3 separate regions of the Mus musculus genome follow, and regions 1 and 2 are each linked to region 3. A link is a contact called in public HiCAR-type data. All regions are on one chromosome and are shown on one strand. The core of a region is the stretch at or near the end of the contact, and the rest is flanking DNA. Distances in the headings are between cores, read along the strand shown. Region 1 holds the start of Chfr (checkpoint with forkhead and ring finger domains). Region 2 holds the start of Pgam5 (phosphoglycerate mutase family member 5). Region 3 holds the start of Tmed5 (transmembrane p24 trafficking protein 5).

Region 1 (4,178 bases), core at 984-3,483, 2.0 Mb after region 3:
CCTACTCTGTATGGAATGCGTCTACACAAACTATCATCTACAGACTCACTAATTCCACCATCGTTGTACTCTATGCAGTGTTGTTTTCGATCAAGGAATTCACACCAAATGAAGTGCACCCTGGCTCCATGAGCATGGAATTCATGGGTCTTGCTATGCAGGGAACATCAATCTAGGATTTATTTTTATTTGAATGATAGAACCCGGAATGATACAATTACAGTATTATGCACCACATAACAACAATCTAGTTAATGATATTACCAGTTGTGACTCTGAAGGATTGTAATGAAACTTTAAAATTCCTATGGTCTAGTATTAATATTGTCTCTTTTCTATGTTTAGATGCACAGATTCCATTACAAATATTTAAAATTGTTAAGGCTTAGGTAAAATGTAAGGCCTAGTAACAGTTTCCTGACTAGTGTGCCATTCATTATAAGCAAACTTTCTCATATGTTTTTTGTTTGTTTGTTTGTTTTGTTTTGTTTTGTTTTGTTTTGTTTCAAGACAGGGTTTTTCTGTATAGCCCATAGCCCTGGCTGTCCTGGAACTCACTTTGTAGACCAGGCTGGCCTCGAACTCAGAAATCCTCCTGCCTCTGCCTCCCAAGTGCTGGGATTAAAGGCATGCACCTGTTTTTGCTGTTAATAGGAAACTTTCTAATGCCAAGTTGATTACATAGTCTGTTATGTTCTATACCCTTGGAAACCAATTGTGTTAGATATCAGTAGAACTGTGTCATTTGCAATAAGCTTGGACCTGAACCAACCACTCAATAGCTCTTCCTGCACCTGTGTATAAACTTTCATGGTATAAGCTGTCCCTAGGATGAACCCCAACATAAGAGAGACACCTGCACCAATATAAGAAATTATTTGGAATAAGACTTTCATTTTGACTAGTGGCCGAGTAAAGTTTAAGTTCCTAAGGCCTATTGGGAATTGACATCCTACTTGGCAGAAAGAAATATGTACATGGGTACTGTGACAAGTTAGGACATGAATGTTAGGTAAGTCAAGTCCCTGCAAGTTGAGTACCCAGATCAATGGGAGCAGGGTACATATACAACAAAGACAAGTTCCTAAGTAAACCCTCTATCCCTAAATCCTGATTGGTGGAATAATTTAGCACAGATGTTTGTGGATTTTAGGCTTAAAAACTCTATATAATCTTAACTGGGGGGTGGGGGTGAGGGTCACAGTTCAGTTCCCAAATGTGAACAGTGGCCCAGCCAATCACATTAGAGATTACCTAATATCCACCCCCCAATAAGAAGGCCCACACACCCTTGACTGCGGACACCATTTCAAAAAATGTGACCCACATACTGCTTGTTTCTTCAGAATAAACGCTCTTTGTCTTTGCATATTATCTATGTCTGGGGTCTTCTTCGGCGATTTTCAGACCGGTACAAATCCATGTTCCCGGAGGCAGCCACTGCTACTTTTATATCCTTTCAAAAGTATTTGAGTAAATCTTTGTAGACATAGGCAAAGACGCATTTCCACATATATTTACAAATGTGTCTGTGTATGTGTTTTCTTTTTACAAAACAAACAAACAAACAAACAAACAAACAAACAGATGTTTAATACTTTTTTGAAGCTGTTCACCAGCAAAGACATTACTCCGAGCTGCTCAAGAACCACTGTGTGTGGACTTTGCTTCTCTGTCTTCAGTGACTTTCTTCCAGGGCATTGTTTTTGCCAGTGTTTCTCTCTCACCGGGGGGTCACCAACATGCTTGTAGCATACAACTCGGGAATGACACAAGATCCTAAGAAACAGGATTTAAAGATACCGCAAATCAGCCCTCAGAGACGAGTTACCTGTTTCTATTCTAATTGACATCTTAAATTATGCTCCTTGCGAAGGGCTGGCCCACTGTACCAAGCTTTCACATTTTGTAATCTGACGTGTGAAAATAGCACCTTATCTCGGAATTACAAGTGAGGTTTTAAGGACCTTCCGATCTATAAGTTACTCGGTCTTTTTTTTTTTTTGGCCCGAATCTAACATGGTGCCCTCCACAGCTACTTCCGTGCTTTTGCAGGAAGGTAAGTGCGCCTGCCTGCCAGCATCAAAGATGGCAACAAGGTGCACATTCTCTCATCTGCGCAGGCTCCGATCGCTCCGCCCCGCCCCCTCCGGATAGCCTTTTCTGGCACCGCTCTAGCCGTCGCTCTCGGTGGGCACGGCCGCCAGCCAATCACAGGGCGTACCGCTCTGCTCCCCTCCCCCTCGCCTCCCGTGGATCAGCTGGGGTACCCGAGATGTCTGTTGACAGCGGTGGCGGCGACTGTAAGGCCGGTTCCGGGATCCGCGCAGGGCGTGGGGTAAGCTGGCCGGCGGGTGGGGTCCTGGCTGGGGAGGCAGGCGGCGGCCAGGCTATAGCAGCGGTGCTGAGCGTTTTTTAAGTAGTCCCTGAGCCGGCGTTTCTGGGTCTCTGTAGATGTGAGTCCTATGGAGCTACACGGGGAAGAGCAGCCGCCGCCGCCGCAGGAACCCTGGGGGAGGCTTCTTCGTCTAGGCGCAGAGGAGGACGAACCCCAGATCCTTCTTTGGAAACGCGAGTGGACCATCGGAAGGAGGAGAGGTGCGGTGGCCAGAGTGGAGTGAGGACGAGGATAAAGGCTAAAGGGGTAGACAGGGATGAAGCATAGGGACCTAAAGTGGGTACCCAACTGAGAGGAGACCGAGGGCCTAGAACAGGATCGAAGACCTAGTCAGAGTGGGTTTAGATGGGGAAACCGACAGGGGGTTTGAAGTGGGAAAAGTACCCGGCTGGCGATACAGAAGCTACTGGAATTCGGGGGGTGTGTGTGTGTGCACTGTTTTTCAACCCCCCCCCCCCCCCATAAAATGGGCTTATTTATTTGTGCAGTTGCTCTTCTGGATGCTTGATGATGGATATCAGTCAGTTCTCAGTACAACTTTGTGAAATAGATCTGTAAATATATCCTTCGAAATACGATCTTGTCCTCATTACTGTACACTTCTCTTTCTCAATGAAATGCAATTAGAAATTATTAACAAAAGGAAAACTGAAAAAAGGTATGTAGAAATTTGACACCACTGTTAAAAGGTTGACGGGTGAAAAAAAATAAACCACAGGGACTTTAGAAAAAATGTTTTGTGACAAATGAGAACAAAGAATATGCTGGAAGACTAGGACACTGTTAAACCAGTGCTCTGAGGGCAACTTATAATGGCAGGGTTTCTATTTGAAAAGATCTCAAAGTCCCAGGAAATAGAATAATTTATTTAATGAACTTAGGAAACTGAGAATTTGAACAAAGTTATACACAGATCCCAACATCGATTGCTTTGGGTCAAGGACATACATTTCTTTTTTTCGTTTGTTTTTGTTTTTGTTTTTTTTGGGGGGGCGGTTATGAGGCAGGGTTTCTATGTATAGCCTTGGCTGTCCTGGAACTCACTCTGTAGACCAGGCTGGCCTCAAGCTCAGAAATCCACCTGCCTGTGCCTCCCGAGTGCTGGGATTAGGACATAGATTTCTATAACTTGTGTCCACCTTATTTTGCTAGGAGGATTGATAAAATCTTACATGAACTGCTTGTGTGTAACCTAGCTTTGGACTCGGAGAGAGCTTAGATGGTAAAGTGCTTGAGGACCTGAGTTCAAATCCCCAGAGCCTATGTAAAAAACTAAGTGTGGTGGTACATGACTAGTCCTAGTTGTGAGGAGGCAGAGACAGAAGGAGCCACGTTTGCTTGCTGGGACTACTTTTGCAGACTTCTTGAGCTCTAGGCTCTCATTGAGAGACCCTGTCTGCCTCTGCAAACATGATCATGTGCACATGCATACACATACATTAGAGAGCCTCTCACCATAATACACATATCAAGACACTGCATTGCATGTTAAAACAAAAAACAAAAACCTGCTTTCTAATAGAAATGCTTTTAATAATTACTTTCACTAACAATGTAAAGGTCACTGCACTAGTTTGCTGATACTATGTGGAAGGCTAAAACTAACCCCTGGAGGTTGTTCTCTGATCTTCACACTAAAAGTTTTACGGGATTTTAAATGGAATTGACTTTGAATGCCAGAGGAGAAGAAAAGTAGTGTCTTTTTTTTTTTTTTTTTCTTACTTTTTTTCTTTTTTGGTTTTTTGAGGCAAGGTTTTCCTGTATAACAGCCCTGGCTGTC
Region 2 (4,382 bases), core at 1,745-4,244, 2.1 Mb after region 3:
AATGCTCACCTTCCCACCTACTTGGGAAGCAAGGCAGGGGAATCAGGAACTCAGACTACATAGTGAGAGTCTGGCTGTATCACCACCATGCTGAAAGGTAGGAGGGGGAGGGGGAGCAGAGAGAAGGCCTAGATCCCTGGTTCAGCCTGTAACTAACTTCAAGACCAACCAATGAGTCATACCTAATGGTGTCAGGGTGCGGTCCTTCTCCAGGGAGCCATCCACATGGTACTGGGAATGCCGGATGAGGAAGATGTGCCTTGTGGCCTTGGCCTTATAGTGATCCAGCCTGGATGTCAACTCGTCTTCTCCAGATTCCACATTCCTTTTCTTCAGGTTAATGAGTGACAGTGGCTCTCGCCTAATTGTAAAAGTATGTCTTATCTTATGACCTCTTGTCCAAGACACCTTTCAGTGCTTGGGAAAAGGCCTGGGGGAGAAGCCCAGGCCAGAGAGCCTAGCCTCACAGACTCTTCCCGAAAAGGCTAGGCTCGCTCTGGTTGATACATATATTATTCCTGCATATAACATGAAGCCTCAGGTTCATGTTCCTGGTGAAGACAGGCTGGGTGAAGAGATGGCTCACAGGTTAAAGTGCTTGTTATACAAGCAGGAAGACTAGAGTCCAGAAGCCACATAAATACTGGGTAGGTATAATGGCCCACTTATAATTGCAGCCTCAGAACGTGGAGACGGGACCCCTAGAAGAAGCTGTCTAGTCAGACTACTTGTGTTGCAAGTTCTCGGTTTGACTGAGAGGCCATGCCTTAAACAATAATCCAGAAGTATGATTGAGAAACAATTTCCATAACTACCCCGGGCTTTCCCACAGACCTACACACATGTGATCTCACACACGTGCACATGAGACGGGAAAAAAAAAAAAGGAGAAACCCAATGATGCCTCAAATAAGCAAGCAGTGTCAAGAGATGTGAGAGTGGATAGTTGCACTGCAGCGGAGCCTAGAACTGTACTGTCTGTGTGACTCCAATAGTCTTGGGGCTGTTTCATTCATTTACTACTTCTGCTGGTGATAAGACAGGCCCTCTCAGTGTAGCTCAGGCTGACGTCACAACAATTCTACTTCAGCCTTCCAAGTATGAGGAGTACAAGCGAGCATATACTAACATCCCTAACGTAAGTTAAAAATACTAGGCACAGGACCTTGGCTGTGCTTTCTCACAGTACAAGTCTGGACTCCTCACACTCTGGAAAAGCTGAGGCGGAAGGATCACAAAAGGCCAGGTTGAATAAGTAAGTCTAACTATACTTAGGTCTTTCGTAGCTCAAGATTCCACACTCAATATTCAATCAACCGGGCATCAAAAAATACTCAAAAGTTTGCATCTGAACTAAACAGACCTTTTTGTATGTGATTTTTTTTTAAAACCTCAAGCTATATATTTTAACAACTACTTAGGTAGCAATTTTATTGTACTGAGTGTGATAAATAATCTAGGAATGATTTAAAGTATACAGGAGGATAAGCTAGATGCCTAGGTTATCTGTAAATACTTCATTATCATGAACATCCACAGAGTTTGATATGTTCAGGGATCATGGACCCAATCCCCCACCATACAGAGGGATTACTATAATTAATTTTAAATCAAATAAAAATAGAGCTCTTTTCTAAGTCACACTAAACACACTTTAAGTGTTGAGCAGTCACTGGGGTAGTGGCCATCACAATGTTGAGGACTGTAGTTAGTGGAGTGGACGTAGGAGCCGAAGAAACTGAAGCTACTCAGTTAAATGTAGGAGGCAGGAATAGGACAAGTCAGAGCTGCCCAAATTAACACAATGGTGGAAGAGGAAGGTCTGGAAAGGGTGGTGGTGGCGGCTCAAGCATGATCTGAGCAGGCTAACCTGGGGTGTTAGTCCCATATACAGACCAGGCCAAAGTCTTGCTGCAGCTACAGGGCCGTGTGTGGGGCTGGACCAGACAAAATTTGGAGACGACTGTCAGAGAGGAAGGCATACCAGAAAGAAACCAAGTGGATATGCCCCTTTTAGTCCCTTCCGGCACTTGTTGATCCATCTGTCATGCATCCTTCCCCACCTAACAAGGCCACTGTACCAATCCATCCACGTAAGCAGACACAGCAAGCAAATATGAAACATTTAAAATCAGGTCATTTCTTTTTTCTTTCTTTCTTTTTTTTTTTTTTTTTTTTTTGAGACAAGGTGTTTCTATATAGCCCAGAATTCAGAGTTCTGCCTGCCTCTGACTCCCAGTGCTGGGATTAAAGCTGCATGCCACTCGCTATACATGCCACTGTACCCGGCTTCCATGGGTAACCCAACCCTTGGCTCTACTTCACGCACGGGTTCTCTGGCCTCTGAAGGGATAGCATGCTTGCAGTCCCAATCTTCCCCAAGCTGCAGGAGGAGAATTTGTGAGGCAAACCTGGCTGTCTATCAAGACCCTGACTCTGAGTAAGACTTAATCCTTTGGAATTTCAGGCCCACAGAGGATGGTGGTCCTGGGACAAAGACCTGGTGCACTGTCTCTGAACAAGGACTCTTCGAGTATGGGGTCCGGGCGGTTAGAGGTCCCTCAGAGAGACGGGTGGCCCAGGCGCGAAGACCTTCGGGAGGTGCGCCATCCAGGCACTGCCACCGATTCACACAAACTCAAGACCCACTAGCACGCAGCGTCCCCTTCCCTTCAGAGCACCGATCTCCGCCATCCCGGGATGGAGGTGAGGAAGCAGGGCCGAGCCCAAACCTCCCGTCCCCGCACCTGTCCCAGTTGGTGTCCCAGACGCCGCGCCCGGCTCGCGCTCCTGTCCAGGCCGGCGGCTCGGTCGCGCGCGTGTCTGCATCCCCGCCACCTCGCGGCTTCCCTACCGCGACCGCCGAGAAGAGAACAGCGGCCGAGCCACCGGCCAGACCACAGGCCGCCAGCTGAAGCGCCTGCCGGAAAGCCATGCCGCAAATCGCGCGACCTGACGGCGGGACGCCAGGAGCAGACTTCCGCTTCCGGCTGGTGGAAGTCCCGCCCCTTCCCCCCCCCCCGACGAATCAGGAAACGCGGCCCAGGGCGCCACCTGCCGGTGGTCGCAGGGTAGCAGGCGCAGATGCCTGCCCTTTAGTGGGTGGAAATCAGGCACTGGGGTTTATTTATTTATTTTATTTTATTTTTTTGGTTTTTCGAGACAGGGTTTCTCAGTGTAGCCCTGGCTGTCCTGGAACTCACTCTGTAGACCAGGCTGGCCTCGAACTCAGAAATCTGCCTGCAGGCACTGGGTTTATATGAATTGAAAAACCTCAAGTTTGGCACTTCAATTTGAAGTTTTTATGTTTTCATTTGTAATCTTTAAGTGTATGCATACTCTCAACTTTCACCTCCTGAATTCTTTCCATTTTTTTCCCTAAGAACCTTCTTCATTCAACTATCAACCCTCCATTCCCCACCCCTAGTCCCTGGCACCTACCATCGCGCCTCCAAGTTTTACCGCTCTAGTTGCTTTTGACCAATTGACCGGGTCCTTCTGTGTAGGAAAGGTGTCCACCTGCTCTTCCAGGGCCATTGTACCCAAGGCCTAGGGACTAGACTGGCAGGCCCACGGACTTACAGCTCCAGGCTTGGGCTTTAACTACCAAGCGGCCCAGCACTTGGCAGCTGTTATAATTTTCATCTTTGAGCAACAATGAACAGCAGCAGGCATTTGGTAATATTACTGCTCCTGAATGAACCTCTAACCTCAGACATTCTCAGAACCCTTGGCCTTCCACAATGGCTAAGGCGGTCCTTTGGCTAGACAGCTCCCTAAAAGTCTTAGCAACAGGATCTGTTTTTTCCACAGCCTTCTTTCACCTCAGCTCTCTATTCTCTCTAGCCTCAGCCTTTTGGTGTTCCTAGCTCAGCCTACCCTACTATTGATAAAAATAAATTAAATTTTTTTTACAAAAACCCTCTAAGGCCTGACATACCAAAAAAAAAAAGGATACAGAGGCTGTATTTCACACTGACTGAAACGTGAGTTTCAGTCGGCTTATATATAAAGAGAAAAGGGTGTTATGGCAAGGGTCTTAGCCCCAATCCTGGCAGTCCTTCATGCACGTTTGAATCAATCGCAGGTTTTCTGCAGAGCCACCAAGGGAGAGCCTCCCCCTGGCCTGGATGAGACGATTGCAAGGTCATCAGAGTTCACTACCATGCTGTCTTGCTCAGTGTCGGTGGAGGCTGTCTGGACAGATCATGACTGGAGCAAGTCTTCCACGGAGGTTCTGGTGGCCCATATGACTGCAGAGGTGTCTGCCCAGTGAGCCCCAATATCTAAACTGGCTGCCAGGAGGGCAGTGTGGCTAGTTGTCCTTAAGAGGCTGCTTTCCTGACAGGACCTCAGCCAGGCACCAGAGCAGGACCTGTTAG
Region 3 (4,446 bases), core at 548-3,047:
ACATCCTACAATCACAATGTCTAGTCAATTCTTCCCTTTTCTAAAACTGGCCTCATTCCTTGCATTCTTAACTCATTTTCAGATTTATTTTTATTTTCTCCAACAATCCTATTCTCTGAAAACCAAAAATCATGCTTTATTCAAATTGCCTGTAGGATGTGATGGTTCATGCTGTAATACCAGTCCTGGGTGGGGGGGGAGGACACGACTTAGAGAAGGACTCCTGTGAGATCGGAGGCTAGCCTGGGCTAAATACTGAATTCAATGCCATTGGATACATAGTTGAAACCTTGTCACAAAAACCAGAGCAACCAACCATCCATCCAACCACAGCCTACCAAACCCATCAAGCCCAAACAAAGCCTGCCTATGAACCCCCAAACTCCTGAGAACCAGGTTTTTCTCAGTTTGTTCCTCCTCCTGGAACAATTCCTTGCATACATTAATTGTTCAGTAAATGCTAAACTTTTGTTCACAAGTGGAAATCAAGAAATATTAAGCTGTAACCTTAGTTGTGCTGAGATTTTTGTATATTATGACTTTAGATACTTCCTGTAATTACTGTAAACATCTATAAATAATCCCAAAGGCTCCACATATAAAAGTTTTACATAAGAATTAAAAAAAGATTTAATAATAAGCGTATTCTGCTGATACTAAAAAGAAAACAATGACACGGGAAGAAAGCTGACAAAGTTCAATGGAAGAAAGGTCATACACTATTATCTTATTTGATTTCAAAGTGATGGATGTACACCCGGGATGACAATGTACCACTAAATACAGCAACAGTCCATTTCAACACATTTCAAAATCTGACTTAGAGATCTTCGCATGGACACAATTCAATACTCCCAAGACTGGGTTTCACTATGCAGCCTTGACTGTTCAGAGATCCACTTGCCTCTGCCACGGGAATGCTGGGGTTAGAGGCGTGTGCCACCACTGCCCAGCCACAATTCAAAACATCGTGCCGATTTTATAATATCGGGATTTGGTGAAAGTGGTGAGAGTGAGTCAAACAAGTGTTATCACTTCGTCCAATAATAAAGAAGAACGTGTATCAACCCCTTACAGCGAACTTCTCAGAACTGTAGGGTATGTAAACTAGCTTGAAATGGCTTGGGGGAATTAAGAAACAAAGAGTAACGCCATTGACGTCACCAGTGCTGGCCTCTTTCCGACCAGAGGAAAGGGAAGAGAGAGGGTAGGTGTCAATTTTAGGACTGGCCAAACTTGTGAGTTCCAGGCTCCCAGGAGCCCCGCTTAAGTACGCCTGCGCCAAGCAGGCCAGTTTCCCAGGAGACCCTCCTCGGATTCACCTCGGTCGCTGTCCCACCTTTTCCAAGTAGGTGAGAGGCGACCATGTGGTGCGGCCCGGCCCAAGGAAGGCTAGCCCACTTCCGCACTTACTTGGTATTCGATCTCCAACGATGCCTTCAGGGGCATGGGCTGGTAGAAACACTCCTTCCGGCCGGCCGGCAGCGTGAAGGTAAAATCACTGTCCAAAGAGGGTGTGAAGCCGGCCGCCCCGCGCAGCAACGCTGCGGGCAGAGCGGACAGGAGCAGCACGGGGAATGGCAGCCACATCCTGCCGCCCATCCCTGTCGATCTCTGCCTGGACGCGTGTAGGGAGGTGCGGGATACTGGTGTCTCCGATTTGAAATCCCGATCTGAGGGAACTTCAGGCAGCGGCGAGCCTCACTCTCTTGGAAGGTGGAAGCACTGCCTTCCACTGGGCCGGGCGAGGGCGGGGCCAGCGTCCCCTTTCGGCTGCCTTCTGGGTTTCGCATCCTTCCTTCACACCAGACTTGTCGGTTTCGGCTTCCCTCACACACGCCAATCAACGTTGGCGGGGGTAACGACGGGAAATGTAGTCCGAGGTGACCACGGCACGCCGCTCATCCGCGCTTCCAGACTCATTTCCCGGCATGCCCTGCGCCCCGCTCCCGTTCGCAGAGCCCCGCGTGGTGGGCGGGGTCGGGGCCCGGGAGGCGGGTCCCAACGGCTGCCGCGGCGGTTCGAACTCGGCGCCTCGGAGGTTCGCTGGTTCTCCTCATCGAGAGTCAGAGGCTTCCATGTCGTGGGCTGCGAGAGTGTCCCAGGCTTCCGAGCGCAGAGGAGGCTCGCGGTGCGCCGTGGTCTGGGGACGCTAACCCCGCCTGCGATCTGGGTGGTGAGCAAACGCCTCCTGGCTGGAAAAGGGCTTTCCCGAGGGGTTTGTTTTCTCTTGGGACAGTCGACCTGCGCCTGGCCTGCTTGTGAGGCGTTTTCTTTTATTTGAGGCAGAATCGGAAAGGAGGCTGCCAGACTTTGCTCTACTCCCTACAGGCAGATGGAGGACCTCTTTCTTGAAATAAAATACTGTATAAAACCATGTACTCTTTCTCAAGCGGAAAGTCCTGTCACAGGATTTTATAGAGTGTAAAGTGCTTGTCCTTCGCTCGATGAGTGTGCGTGTGTGAGAACTCATTTTTCACTAGACTTGAAGATACGGTTGTCAGGGCCGCCCTATAGGTAAGATGATAAGCCTTTCTACGTACACATACTACAGGTAAACGTAGGAAAATGAGGATGTTTAAATACCAGACGTATCCAATTCTGAACGGCTAGAAAATTCTTACGTGAAAATGCACAAGTTGCTGAACGTAAAAGCCTGACTTAAATGGTGTCCTACAGTACTGATCAGCATTTTCTAGTCTCAAGTTTCTTCTTTTCTCTCCTCCATTATTCTGTACGAAGCTAGAGATGTTGCATAGATGTGAAGTAGCATGGATTCCTGAGCCACTGACTGGGGAAGTCTTCCAGCTTATGCAGAAGCAAATTTGTTAAAAAGAAAACCAGAAACAGGGTAGAAAAGGGTAGAAACATTTACATCTACAAAATATCTCGTTTAATTTTAGGCCTCAACTTTTTCCAATAAGGTGCGAGGTGTTTTTTTGTTTTTGTTTTTTTTTCCAATCCACCCTACTCCTGAGAAATTTTGCGTGGGAAATTAATGTACCAGGACCGTTTTTACCTGAGTGAGGGAGGGAGAAGGCAGTTTATTCATTTATCCGTTCAAAATAATTGAGTTTTCCTAAGTGCATTACACTCTTGAACATAATAGGTGGGAATTAATAATATCTGTAACCCAAATTTTAAGAAAGGCAATGAAAGAGGTGCTACAGTGAAAAAAAAATTAAATGGAATATGAGAGAGAAGTGAAATTGTAAGATTATGCAGAAAGTTCTATAGTAGGAGTGGAAATTCTAAAACTTTTTAGTTTTTATTTTAGTAATTACAATAATAAAGCATCCTTTACTGTGATTTCAAGAATATTAATTTTACTCTGTGTCTGTGGGTGTTTGGGATCCTCTGAAACTCGAGTTACAGACCATTGTAAGCTACCATGTGGGGGCTGAGAATATCAGTGGCAACCCTTTGAAAGAGCAATGCCTTTAAACCCAGAGCCATCTCTCCAGCCCATCATGATCTTTCTTTTTTTTTTCTTTTTTTTTTTTTTAAGATTTATTTATTATTTATTATATGTAAGTACACTGTAGCTGTCTTCTGACATTCCAGAAGAGGGAGTCAGATCTCGTTACGGATGGTTGTGAGCCACCATGTGGTTGCTGTGATTTGAACTCTGGACCTTTGGAAGAGCAGTCAGGTGCTCTTACCTGCTGAGCCATCTCACCAGCCCCATGATCTTTCTTTTATGGCCAAGAAACTTAGTTTCATGCTCACAGGTTGGTGCAGCAAACAGTTCACTGCATGTAGTTCTATGAGTTGAACTGCTAACTGTCATTTTTGTTTTGTTTTGTATTTTTTTGAGACCATGTCATACTATACAGGCCAGGTTGGCTTTGCGCTCACAGAGACCCACTTGCCTCTACTTCCCAAGTGCTAGGATTAAAGGAATGGTAACCATATCCACTCTCTACATGTCATTTTGATCTGTGATTATGACTCGCGAGTGTTGTTAAATTTTACAACCACTGTGAATGGGAGGAGATAACTTACCTGGTAATAATAGCTTTTAAGAATTTATGGAAGATTTTTGTTTTGTTTTGTTTTGTTTTGTTCTTTTTTGAGACAGGGTTTCTCTGTATACCCCTGGCTGTCCTGGAACTCACTCTGTAGACCAGGCTGGCCTCGAACTCAGAAATCCACTTGCCTCTGCCTCCTGAGTGCTGGGATTAAAGGCATGGGCCACCACGCCCGACAGAAGATTGTTGTAACATCAGATATCCAGGGCTTCTAAAGTTAAGTTTTAACATCTCATATTGAAGTTAATTAGAAAACTATACCTTGATTCAAATCTCAGATTGATCCTCTAAAATTGTGTGACTTTGAGCAAATTCATCTTCTACGAAAAAATTGCATCCATTCATTTGTGTGTGTCTGTGTGTGATGAGTGTCATGACTGTGGAAGGCAATGGACAACCTGTGGGAGCCTCTCCT

What was found. HiCAR-type assays count read pairs that join an accessible place to other places.
Region 1: a HiCAR-type map of astrocytes shows a contact between it and region 3, with 4 times the contacts expected there. The contact joins the promoter of Chfr here to the promoter of Tmed5 in region 3. A contact is called at or near these places in 2 of 39 promoter capture datasets (cranial neural crest and hippocampal neurons) and 1 of 115 datasets of contacts at active chromatin or transcription factors (astrocytes).
Region 2: a contact with region 3 is called in a HiCAR-type map of astrocytes, with 5 times the contacts expected there. The contact joins the promoter of Pgam5 here to the promoter of Tmed5 in region 3. A contact is called at or near these places in 2 of 39 promoter capture datasets (hippocampal neurons and pre-B cells), 1 of 115 datasets of contacts at active chromatin or transcription factors (astrocytes) and 1 of 9 other capture datasets (liver).

Annotation. Positions count from the first base shown.
Region 1 is chr5:110,133,597-110,137,774 of GRCm38.p6, forward strand. Chfr (checkpoint with forkhead and ring finger domains) reads left to right here and starts at 2,234. Exons shown (of 18, transcript NM_001289577.1): 1 at 2,234-2,338; 2 at 2,455-2,598. The coding sequence starts at 2,466.
Region 2 is chr5:110,266,905-110,271,286 of GRCm38.p6, forward strand. It overlaps Pgam5 (phosphoglycerate mutase family member 5), which reads right to left and starts at 2,995. Exons shown (of 6, transcript NM_001163538.1): 1 at 2,748-2,995; 2 at 183-361. The coding sequence starts at 2,935.
Region 3 is chr5:108,130,823-108,135,268 of GRCm38.p6, forward strand. Tmed5 (transmembrane p24 trafficking protein 5) reads right to left here and starts at 1,798. Exons shown (of 4, transcript NM_028876.3): 1 at 1,414-1,798. The coding sequence starts at 1,602. It overlaps Ccdc18 (coiled-coil domain containing 18), which reads left to right and starts at 2,092. Exons shown (of 29, transcript NM_028481.1): 1 at 2,092-2,176.